Linked DNA regions of Zea mays: region 1 is linked to region 2. Evidence: chromatin contacts called from public Hi-C data. All regions are on one chromosome and are shown on one strand. Each heading gives the region's core, a stretch centred on a gene start, on an enhancer-like site or on the middle of the called end of the contact. The rest is flanking DNA. Distances are from core to core; before and after follow the strand shown.

What was found. Hi-C and Micro-C count contacts between places; a contact is called where the count stands out from the background.
Region 1: a contact with region 2 is called in a Hi-C map of ear, with 4 times the contacts expected there. The contact joins the promoter of LOC100384369 here to the promoter of LOC103643978 in region 2. A contact is called at or near these places in 3 of 25 Hi-C or Micro-C datasets (ear, leaf and tassel).

The regions. Positions count from the first base shown.
Region 1 is chr1:281,330,429-281,335,967 of Zm-B73-REFERENCE-NAM-5.0, forward strand. LOC100384369 (CwfJ-like family protein) reads left to right here and starts at 2,782. Exons shown (of 8, transcript NM_001357634.1): 1 at 2,782-3,591; 2 at 3,698-3,897; 3 at 3,988-4,188; 4 at 4,263-4,823; 5 at 5,251-5,330; 6 at 5,530-5,539. The coding sequence starts at 3,243.
Region 2 is chr1:281,041,328-281,047,016 of Zm-B73-REFERENCE-NAM-5.0, forward strand. It overlaps LOC103643978 (BTB/POZ domain-containing protein At5g66560), which reads left to right and starts at 2,968. Exons shown (of 4, transcript XM_008667153.4): 1 at 2,968-3,939; 2 at 4,071-4,140; 3 at 4,218-5,468; 4 at 5,608-5,689. The coding sequence starts at 3,896.

The DNA.
Region 1 (5,539 bases), core at 1,532-4,031, 290 kb after region 2:
CAAACATAAACTATCCAAATTTCAGACATCACCACATCAGCAAGCCCTCATCCATGTATCATGATCCATTCATCCATCCATCGGATAAGAAATCAATACTTTTGGACCAATAGAAGAAATGAAGAAATGGAGTCCACTCATCTTCCTTGGTCACCATCTGAGTTCGTTGGCGCATGAGGATCCATGGTTGTCACTGTCATCCTAAGCTCCCAGCAGTCGGCGGTGCTCCTCGTCTCATGTGAAGTCGCTAGTGTGCAATGCCAGCGCAACTATCCAGCGCGTGCGGCAGTTGGCCGGCTGGGCAGGGTGTAGCGTATGGATGATTATTTTAGGGTTTTGTTTTTATGCTAGTCTGCTAGTTGCCTTGACGTGTTGCCTTGTTGGGCTAGAACCTAGGGCCCGGTGCGCTGTCGTGCTGGACTTGGTGACCAGCTCAATTTCAACTCATCTATACTATACTTAAAGCACCAGTTTCAACGGTCGTCATGCGTTGTTAAAAAACGGTGCAAGAGGTGGGATTCGAACCCATGCCCTAATGAAAGAAGGGCGGAAGACACTGGGTGGAATTGTCTAACCAGTAGAACATCATGTTAAGATGTTTTTAATATTGAATATAAATTGTATATAGGTATATACGTTTTTTTGTAAAAAAAAATAATCGTGTCGAGCCGGGCCAGCACTACGGGCCGAGGCTACAGCCCAAGCACGGCACGACGTTCTTGGTTCTTGCAAGCATTAGGTCGTTTCTGAGACCAAATTTGCGCAATGGACTACATGGTGTTTGACGTTGCTGAATTGGATGGAGCAGCAATGATTTGTCACACTAACAGCAAAATGAAAGGTTATTTATTGGTTCTAAACGTTAGTAATTGCTACGAAGTAGCATAATTTATATGGAGCACATCCAATTTTTATTGATGCCTGACTTTAGCAATCACTCCATATTTTGATCTATCTTTTTTATAAGTTTGACTTCATGGGACTTATTTTAGAAACTTGATCTCACAAACTTTCTCTTATTTGGTCTATGTATGATGGAATTATGTCATTTTATAATCTCTGTTCATTCAGTCAATCGTTATGAACTCTTTTCTAATCGCTCACTTCATTGGTCGTGTTGTAACAAAACATATTTGCATGGAGTAAACAATAACATCAGTTAGCCAAATCAAAAAATATATTATACAGAGAGCGGAGACAATCAATAAAAAATCTTGAATTTTTTTGATGGATAGTTTACGTGGGTATTGTTGTAAGCCGTCGCAACGCACGGGCAACTGACTAGTTTATACAAACATGACAGATATACACATATGAAATAACCATGAGTTTGGATTATTGCTTCCTAGACCCATACTCGTTCAATGGGTGAATATTTTGTCCCATATCTATACCCATGTAGACAATTTTTATTCTATAACCATACTCTAAGGGCTTGTTCGGTTAGCTTTCAATCCATGTGAATTAAGTGAGATTAGGTGTGTTTAAATCCTAAACAAGTCAAACCTCTTCTTAATTTTTTCTAATAGGCCTAATAGGAAAATTCCCCACAGGTTATCTGGTAGAGAACATATCTGATGCACATAGAAGATTGGTGCACATGGTGCACATATTAAATTATCACCACTCATTTTAGATCTAACGTCTCTAGTTATTTGGTATATTTTGCTGAGGACACCCTCCAACGTGGTGGTGTGTAGTGGTGGAAGGTGTTATTTGTAAATTGAATGATCAACTAGAAATATTAGATCTAAAATGAGTTGTGATGATTTAATATGTGCACCATGTGCACCAGATATGTCCTCTGTGTGGTATCGGTCCCCCGTTGACGTCTCTAGGGCCCTGTTTGTTTTGGCTTCTGGCAGCTTCTGGCCATCAAAAGCTGCTGCGGACTGCCAAACGCTCAGCTTTCACATAATCAGTTGAGTCGTTGTAACAGTAGGAATCTGTCACTTTCTAGATCCTGAGCCCTATGAATAATTTTATCTTCCTCCACACGTAATCGTAATGATACTTAGATTCTTCCCACAGCCAGATTCTCCTCACAGATATATTTTTAGAAAAGATGGTCAGAAAAAGAAAAAAGCTGAACAACATGCCCTAGGTTCGACTAGAGATGGCAATGGGGACCCGATCCCCGATTCCCCGCGGGGAATTCCTCTATTAGGCCTTGTTCAGTTATTCCCAATACACATAGATTGAATGGGATTGAAAAAAAATTAAGAAGGAGTTTAACTTGTTTGGGATTCAAACCCATCCAATACCACTCAATCCACATGGATTGAGAGCTAACCGAACAAGCCCTTAGGGGATGGGGATGAGGAAATTTCTTCCCCCACGGGGATGTAAATGGGGAAAATTTCTCCCCCGACGGGTAAACGGGGACGGGATGGGGAAGCATTCCTCCCCGCGGGGACCCGTTAAACTTACATATGACGATGTTTTTATATAATAGTTAATAATAGAAATAAAAAATTATCTTGACAAGAGATCAATAGTTGTACAAATGCATTCATTTTAATATACACATAATAATTTTTACATCTAACAATGTGTATAAGTGACAATGTTTTATATTAATAACAAATGAAGTACGATCTAATTATAATTTAAGCGGGTACGGGGATCCCGATGGGGATTTATCTCCGTGGGTAATGGGGATGGGGAAGAAATGTCTCCCGCAAACGTTCGTGGGATCCCGCGAGGAAATTTTTTCGTCACGGGGACGGGATGGGGAGCTAAAACCCGACGGGGAATTTCTCGTTGGTAAAGGGTTCGACAGTTCGCCAACGCCCAGCTTTCTACGTGCTCCGGCCAGCGCCGCCTCGCCCAGCCACCTCCGCGGCTCCGCTCCTCTGCCTCGGCCTCGCGCCCTCTCCCAGCAGCTTCCTCCTGCTCGCCCCTCGCCGTCTCCGGGCGACCGGGCCTGCAGGCGCCGGCGCCTCGCCGCGGCGCCGCCCGGAGCGGCAGCTCCTCGGCCGGCTCCCCTCAGCGGCACTTTGGCACGGCACTTCCGCAGGGCCCAGGTCCCAGCGACAGCCGACAGGCTCACAGGCAACACCCCTTCAGGCCTCAGGAGCTGTCTCAAGCCTACAGCCGTTCCGCCTCGCTCTTGTATCTGACGGTCTGACCCTACCCTATCTCTGAGGAGGTCGAATCTGGCCTGCCCTTCTCTCTCTTTCTCCTACGATCCTTTCTCTCAGTCCAACGAAACCCTCGGAGGCACGGTTCGGTTCGACGACATGCTGTCTGGCGTGAAGCTGGTTCCGCGAGACCAGATCCAGTCTGATCAGAAGCGTAGGGGTGACCAGGGCTCCGATTCCGACTCCTCCGACGGCAAGAGGCCGTGGAAGCACAGTAAAAGAGGGCGGGACAAGAAAGAGAAGAAGAGACGAAGCAGCCGGCGGCAGCGGAGGCGGAGCAAGAGGTACTCGTCGGAAGATTCTTTGGGGTCAGACACCGACGATTCAATCGGAGAGGAAGAGGAGGATGATGTCAGTCGGAGCAAGCGTCGCGGGAAGGACAGGAGGCGGCGACGCAACTTCTCTGACGACGATGATTCCGAATCCGGCGAATCTGACCGGGGAAGAGGTAAATAAACTAGTACAAAATTTGGTCAGCATTTGTTCTTCTGTTGTAATTTTGATAAGCTTGGATATCTTTATCTGATCATATGAGGTATTGCCATTTGTTACAGCCTCTCGCAGGGGGAAGCAGAGACGTGATGACGAGGATGAGGAGGAAGAGACTGAAGGTGATGGGCTTAGGGCAAGTGAGGTGGTCAGGAGGGAGATGGGGCTTGAATGGATGCTCAAGCCAGCAAGCAGCAGCCAAACTGAGGGCACCGGTGTTCGTAAGGTTGATAATGTCGAGAAGGATGAATCTGCACATGAAGAGGTAATGACAATGCACCATCTTGCATGTGATTGCCCTGACTGTTTTTGTCGATAAGCTGTAGTAATCCGCCTTTTGCTTGACTGTTGATAGATTATGAGACCGAACCCAAAGGAACTTAACCCATACCTTAAAGATAATGGAACCGGATACCCAGAAGAATCAACCCCATCAAATGCTGGCAGTCAGTTGCTTGCATCCTCTGTTGTGGGTGATGGAGGTGCCAGCTGGAGACTTAAAGCTTTGAAGCGTGCAAAGGAGCAAGCTGCTCGCGAAGGAAGAAAACTTGAGGAGGTATGCAATTATTCTCAGTAACCAATTCATTTTTTTATTTCTCATTAAATTTTGTGACTATTCAATTTCTATAGGTTGTTGAAGAGAGATGGAGCTCATTAGGCGACTTAGCTGTTTCAGTATCAGCATCAAGAGCTGCCCATTCACATGCTCATTTGCATGCCATTAGAGGCAGAAAATCTGGTAATGCTGACAACTCAGAAGAACGTGTTAAAAGAAATCCAGAGGGTCAGCTGGATGGTAGCAGTGGCAGACGTGAATATCTACGGGATGTTTCTTCTCAGCACCATGCCATGAGAAAACCAAAACCTGATTCTGTCCCATGGAAAAAGAGAAGACAGAATATATCTTCTGAAGATCAGGCACTTATCTCATCAGCGGTAGCAAGCTTAAATAAGTTTTCTGATGATGGAAGCTTTATGGAAAAGATTAGCAATGTTGAGAGCAAGAACACAAATGTTTCCACTGCTAGTGCTAGTGCTGATGAGCAGAGGGACAATGGGCAGAAAACCCCTAAGGAGAGTTCAAACAAAGTACAATTAGTGAGCACTCAGAAACTAAATGCAAACCAGATGGCTGCAAAGATTCTGCAGCTCCGAATGAAAGGCAAGCATCAAGAAGCTGAACAACTTTCGGTGAGTCTTTCAATTATTTTTCTTGTGGCAACGCTGTCACTTTTTTGACTGAATCTATGAATCATTAGATATCAATTTATTTTATAATGCAATAATGGGAATATGCAGAGTACCCTTAACAGATATGTGTTTGATTTAACATCGTAGATATGCTAGTTTTGTGTTTCCACCATCATCTGAGTCCTAAACTTGCATATATTCTGAAAAACTGCACGTAACTAAGGTTCAAAATATGGATTGCATTGGTCATACTGGGTCTTTATTTTCCTAACAGATTGCACCATATATTTGAACTAAGCATATATTTGCCCACATCTCATGATTTAGGAAACTGGGATAAATGTTTTGTTATCTATAAAAATAGGGAGAGGTTGAGATTTTTTATTTGCCTGGCACTATGGCTGAGCTGCTCGTTGTACTTTATCAGAGAGAAATGGAAGCTTTGCTGGAGAATCAGGATACTGCCCATGAGAAGCCTGGTCATGGAAAAGAAAGAAGCTCAATCAGGTAACTATGTCCAGCCATGGTAAAGAATGATATCTGAAAACAAAGTAAAGTATGCACTTGTCATTTTGTGGGGGAAGTATTGTAGGAATAAATGATTTCCTGGAGTACTATGGAAAAGAAGTTCTGGTTTCATTGTTATTTTAGCACTTCTATCCTAATACTCTATCTGCCTGTTGAAGAGTTCTTTTTTCATCTGCAGGCCTACATTG
Region 2 (5,689 bases), core at 1,718-4,217:
TCGAGCCGGCCCAGGGAAGGAGCTCAAAATTACAAAGGATACGGTGCACCTTATTTTGGGGTTACCAAATGCTAGTGGAGGAACGACATTGGGCATCGATGAAGCTGTTGCTGCCAACAATTTAAGGGCTGAACTTGGTTTATCGAAAGAAGATTTTGGGGTTGCAGCTCTTCAAGATCGTCTGAGAAAAGGGTCTGACGATGATCTAAGCATCAGATCCTTTTTCCTGATACTGTTCAATAGGTTGTTGTTCCCTACTGCCAGCTGGGGAATAACCAACCATGTGGTTCTTTTAACTGAGGAGATGGATCGTTTCCACCAGATGGACTGGTGCCAGCTTATTTTCAATGATTTATGCCAAGCTGCCAAGAAGTGACATACTAGGAGCGTTACGAACGTTTCTACAACCATTTACGGATGTTCCATCGTCATTCTTGTAAGCATATCCTTTTTTGTCTGTTATATGTAGCCATATTCTTGTATGCAAAATCCATATACACGTAGATTATGCTTTGTTATGTCTCACAATGACTCATGTTATGATTTTTGTAGCTGTATTATTTGGATCATCTTCATGACTCAGCGGCACCTCAGAATAAACGTGGAACACCACGCATCAAATATTTTGATAGGAATATTATTCAAGCACTGACAAGAGCTGACAAGGGCAAGATACGCAAAGGAGAAGAACCATTTGGACATTGTTCGGTATTTTTTTATGTGTCTATCATTTTTTATATGCATATGATAACTTTCACATACCTTTATGCCAGTTTGTAAGCATATTTATGATGCTTTTTGTGCATTGTACATTAAACATATGAATCACATTTATCAATTTAATATGTGTGTATAAGTTTTACTCCATCTTTCACGCCTTTTTTTAGTTCTGAAGCACCACAGAGACCTGCTACACAGCTGTACCACCTGTTGAAGCACAATTTAAGGCAAGATTCTATTTATATACTTTTTGTCATAGAATTTCAACATAATATTCAGTGATACGCTATATATTTACTTAATATTTTTCAATTTACAACAGCATAAGACCAGGACAAACACTTTTGATGTACCTCGTCCTGACCCACCTGGACAACACACAATTCACATCGAACTCCCGCTCATCAGGGATTTGATATCAAGCAAGCTGAATCAGCTTCCATCCCGCCACCGCCTGTGTTTCATAGAGAAGTTGTCACATTTTGATACGAAGGTTGGTAAGGCGTGTTTAGTTATTAAACAGACTCTTCAGCAGATTGTTGAGAAACAATACAATCTAACTTACGTTTTTGGCGAGTTAATTGATGAGGTCCTCCGCGCTGAGTCGAGGGACAATGAAGATGGTTATGATGTGCAGAAAACAACTACAAAATCAGATGATATTCTTCCCCATACGGCAGGTTAGTCAGTTTTATGGTCTTTACGTCAATATAAAAAAGTTATGCAATCATTTGTCGATATCGTTTTGATGCCATTATTTTAAACAATGTTTTTTTGTTTACATGATACATAAAAAGGATGTACGTGTCCGCCCCCCCCCCCCCAATTGTACCTGATATGTCTACGCCAGCATCCCAGCAGGATACGCAGTTTACAGACACACAGGTACATGAATTACTGTTAAGGCAACAACATATTCGTGTACTATTAGAAAGTTGCCCCGGTGAAGCTGATATTGATCCACTGGTTCATACAAATATAACGAAACAGAACAAAACACCTACAACCCCAGTGATAATGTTTTTCTTATTACTTGTATTTTTCATTGAAGGGTTGTATTCATCGTTTTCTTTAAATAGCATATAACCATTACAATTTTTTCAGGGTAAACATGGTGACGGTGGCCAGAACATGCCGACCAACACAAACGTCACTCCTAAAGCAACACCACATACGGAATCTTCCGACCGATATTTGATGCGACGCCGCAAATAAAGGTATGAGTACACCGCCTCGTTGTTTTTTCTATATTATTATTAGTAGTTTACTAAACTTCTAATCCATTTATACCATAATTGTTAGTCTACTGGCGGCGTCCAACAAGCGGCAGAAACAGATCTCCCCGACAGTCGTCCATGCTTTGATCAGACTCCATCTGAACATGTCAGCTCAGTAATTTCTATTTTCATTATAGTTGTCGAAACTGTTCACAGATTTCATACAGTCATGCTTCACAGTCTGACTAGTTTATGCATTACACAAAGCAGTGTTATGCATATTTGCACATACATGTATGCTAAGTAGATGTACATGTATCCATATCTGTTAATTGCTTATGATAAATTCCACATACATTTATGTCAGTTTGCAAGCTGATTTATGACACTTGATTCGGATCAGTAATGTCAGCTCAATAATCTTACGCCAGTTTATGACACTTGATTCCACATATGTTTATTCCAGTTTATATGCTCAGTAATTTTTATTTTCATTATAGTTGTCAAAACTGTTCACAGATTTATATGTATATTTTCATATATATGATCACATTCCCTTTTACCAAACCAGCTCTGGCTGGCTTCTCCTGGGCCATGATCTGTACGACTTGGACATGTATTCGAATTTTTTTAGTAAATTTATATGAACTGATGCGAAAATTCACTTGCACAGCTACTCAGTTAGTATTTAGCCGGCGGGAAAAGGGAATGGTTTCACTCTGCACCAGGGTGCAAGTATATGAATTGTCATTTGTCAGTAAGTGTGAGTTGGTGGTCGTCGTTCGTTTAATCGTTAGCTCTGTTTATCCTGGCGCACCCGTGTCGCTCGTGGCCGGCCGCGTCGGGCTGCCTGGAAAAGGAAAACGACCGCGGGAAAGGGGAGAGAGAAAAGGGAACGGTGCGAAAACGAAATGGCCAGCGGCAAAGCGCACACCTAAAAGCAGCGCCAAAGAATAAAGGGAAAAAAAAGGAGCAAGAATTCTGGTTAAAAAAAACAAATCTACGTACATGGCGTAGCGCGTACTGCTCGAAACATTACTGTATTATTATTAGTACCAGTTTGCTTTACAGTTAAGAGTACTCGACAGGCGGCAGTGGCAACCCAACAACATTCATACACACACACACAAAAAAAAGTATACTAGTAGGGAACTGAAACCAAAACATGGAGCGCAGTAGTGCAGATCGATTGTTCATTTCTCGGCTGCGCCGTACTACGCGGTTCGCCGCCTGAAATTGTTTCCGAGGGCATCCAATCCACATATCTTTTTCACAAAGGTTTTGCTGTTGGGTGTCGACTGTCGACGCAAGAAAGAGACCGCCTTTTGCTGCTATAATTTCATTCCCTTTTCCCGGCTGTCCAAATCCATAGCCGTAGACCGACGCAAGCAGGCAGGCAGGCGTAGGTGAGGTCTACCCGCCCGCCCAACAAGTTTCCAAGCGTTCCCTCTCATGCTTGCTTGACGTGGAGTGGTTAGGTCACACGCACGCACCTCATCGCCCACCCCTCCACCGCCGCGCCCGCGCCGGTCCCCAGCCACAGCCAAGAGAACACGCACGAAAGACGAAGAAGAAGAAGAAAAACGGCAGTAGATGAGCGGCGGCAAGCCGGCAGCCGGTTGATGACCGAAAGATTTTTAACCAAACCACGAGCAGCAGCAACGAGACGTAGCTTTCCATACATCGGCTGTCCTGTCCTTCCTTGTTTATCCCCACAGCAATAACTTCCTCTTCTGCTGACACTGGCCTGGGAAGTGGGATTCTGATGCCAATTTAATTGGCCAGGTAGGCGCCCTGAATTGCCACACCTACCGGCCCGCCCCAACCCAATCATACATCCATACGGCTACGAGCGACGGAGCGAGCGAGGGAAGTTGATGTTGTAGATGCCATCCTTCCTCTCCTCCTTCCGGATCGTAGTCGTGGCTTGACTCAGCGTAGCGGCCAGGGCAGCGGCCATGTCGTCGTCGGTCCGGCACGGCTCGTCGAGGGGCCAGGCATGGTGAGTTAAGTAGTGAGCGCCGCTGGCTGTACTATTTGAATTGCGGCCGGTGTTTCGATTCCATGCAGGATTCCGTTGCTTTCCCCTCGCGTGTCCGTCGTGTTGACGATGCGTTCCGTATCTCGCGCCAGGTTCTGCACCACGGGCCTGCCCAGCGACGTCGTCTTCGAGGTGCACGACATGACCTTCCACCTCCACAAGGTGAGTTCTTGGGCTGCTCTAGTCGTCGGGGGCTGCGTCTTGCTCGATGAAATTCCGCTGAGGCGTTTCCCGCGCAGTTCCCGCTCATGTCCAAGAGCCTCAAGATCCACCGCATGCTCAGCGAGCAGGAGGACCAGCGTCCGACGCGGGGACGGCGGCAGCGGAGGAGACAGGTGAGGAGCAGTGACGGAGACGATGACGGTGCTGCGGAAACAGAGATCGAGGAGGAAGAAGCCGAGCCTGAGCAGCAGCAGGTTAGGACGGAGGGGGAGGGCGACGGGCAGCCGTACTGCATTGCGTTCCCCGACTTCCCGGGCGGGCCGGGCACGTTCGAGGCGGCCGCCAAGTTCTGCTACGGCGTCCGCGTGGACCTCACCCCCTGGAACGTCGCGCCGCTGCGGTGCGCGGCCGAGTACCTGGAGATGACGGAGGACCACGCCGAGGACAACCTCGCGGCGCGCGCGGAGGCGTACCTGGACCAGGCCGTGCTGCGGCACCCCGGCGACGCCACCAAGGCGCTCAAGTCCTGCGAGGAGCTGCTGCCGCTCGCCGAGGACCTCGGCATTGTGTCCCGCTGCGTGGAGGCCATCGCCGCGCGCTCGTCGTCCGCGTCGCGGTCCTGGTTCGACGACCTGGCCGTGCTCGGCCTGCGCATGTACAAGCGGGTGATGGCGGCCATGGCCGCGCGCGGCGACGTCAGGGCGGAGGCCAGGGAGAGCTGCCTCGTGTCCTACGCCAGGGGCACCATCCCGGGGCTGTCGAGGTCCATGCGGCGCCGCCTCGCGTCCGCGCCCGTGTCCTCCGAGGTGGAGCAGAAGGAGCTCCTCGAGGCGGTGGTCGCCAGCCTCCCCGCGGACAAGTGCTCGGGGCGCGTCGTCACCGCCAAGTTCCTCTTCGCGCTGCTGCGGACGGCGCACATCTTGCGCGCGTCGGACGCCGCGCGCGCGGCGCTCGAGCGGAAGGCCGCCACGCAGCTGCAGCAGGCCGCGCTGGAGGACGTGCTCATCCCGAGCTACTCCGGCACCGCGGAGACGCTCTACGACGTGGACTGCGTCCAGCGGATCGTCAGGTATTTCCTCGCGGAGGAGGAGCTCGGCGGGGAGGCGTCGTCTTCGGCCGCGATCGAGGAGGAGGAAGCGGTGGCCGTGGCGCGGCCGTCCGCCGTGGTCATGGTGCAGGTGGGCAAGCTGGTGGACAATTACCTCGCCGAGGTCGCGTCAGACGCCAACCTCAAGCCCGCCAAGTTCTGCGACCTCGCGCTTTCGTTGCCCGACCATGCCCGTATCTACGACGATGGCGTCTACCGCGCCGTCGACATCTACCTCAAGGTACGTGCCAGATCACCACGGAACATGTCGTCCACGCTAAAAGGACAAAGAAAATATGTCTCCTTTCGAGCTGTCACGCTCACGCCCAAAGACCTCCGTCTCTTTTGGCCACCCACCGACTGGCTACTAAAATTTGCAGGCGCACCCGCGGCTGACAGCGGAGGAGCGGGACCGGGTGGTGGGCGTGGTGGACTGCCGGAAGCTGACGGTGGAGGCGTGCA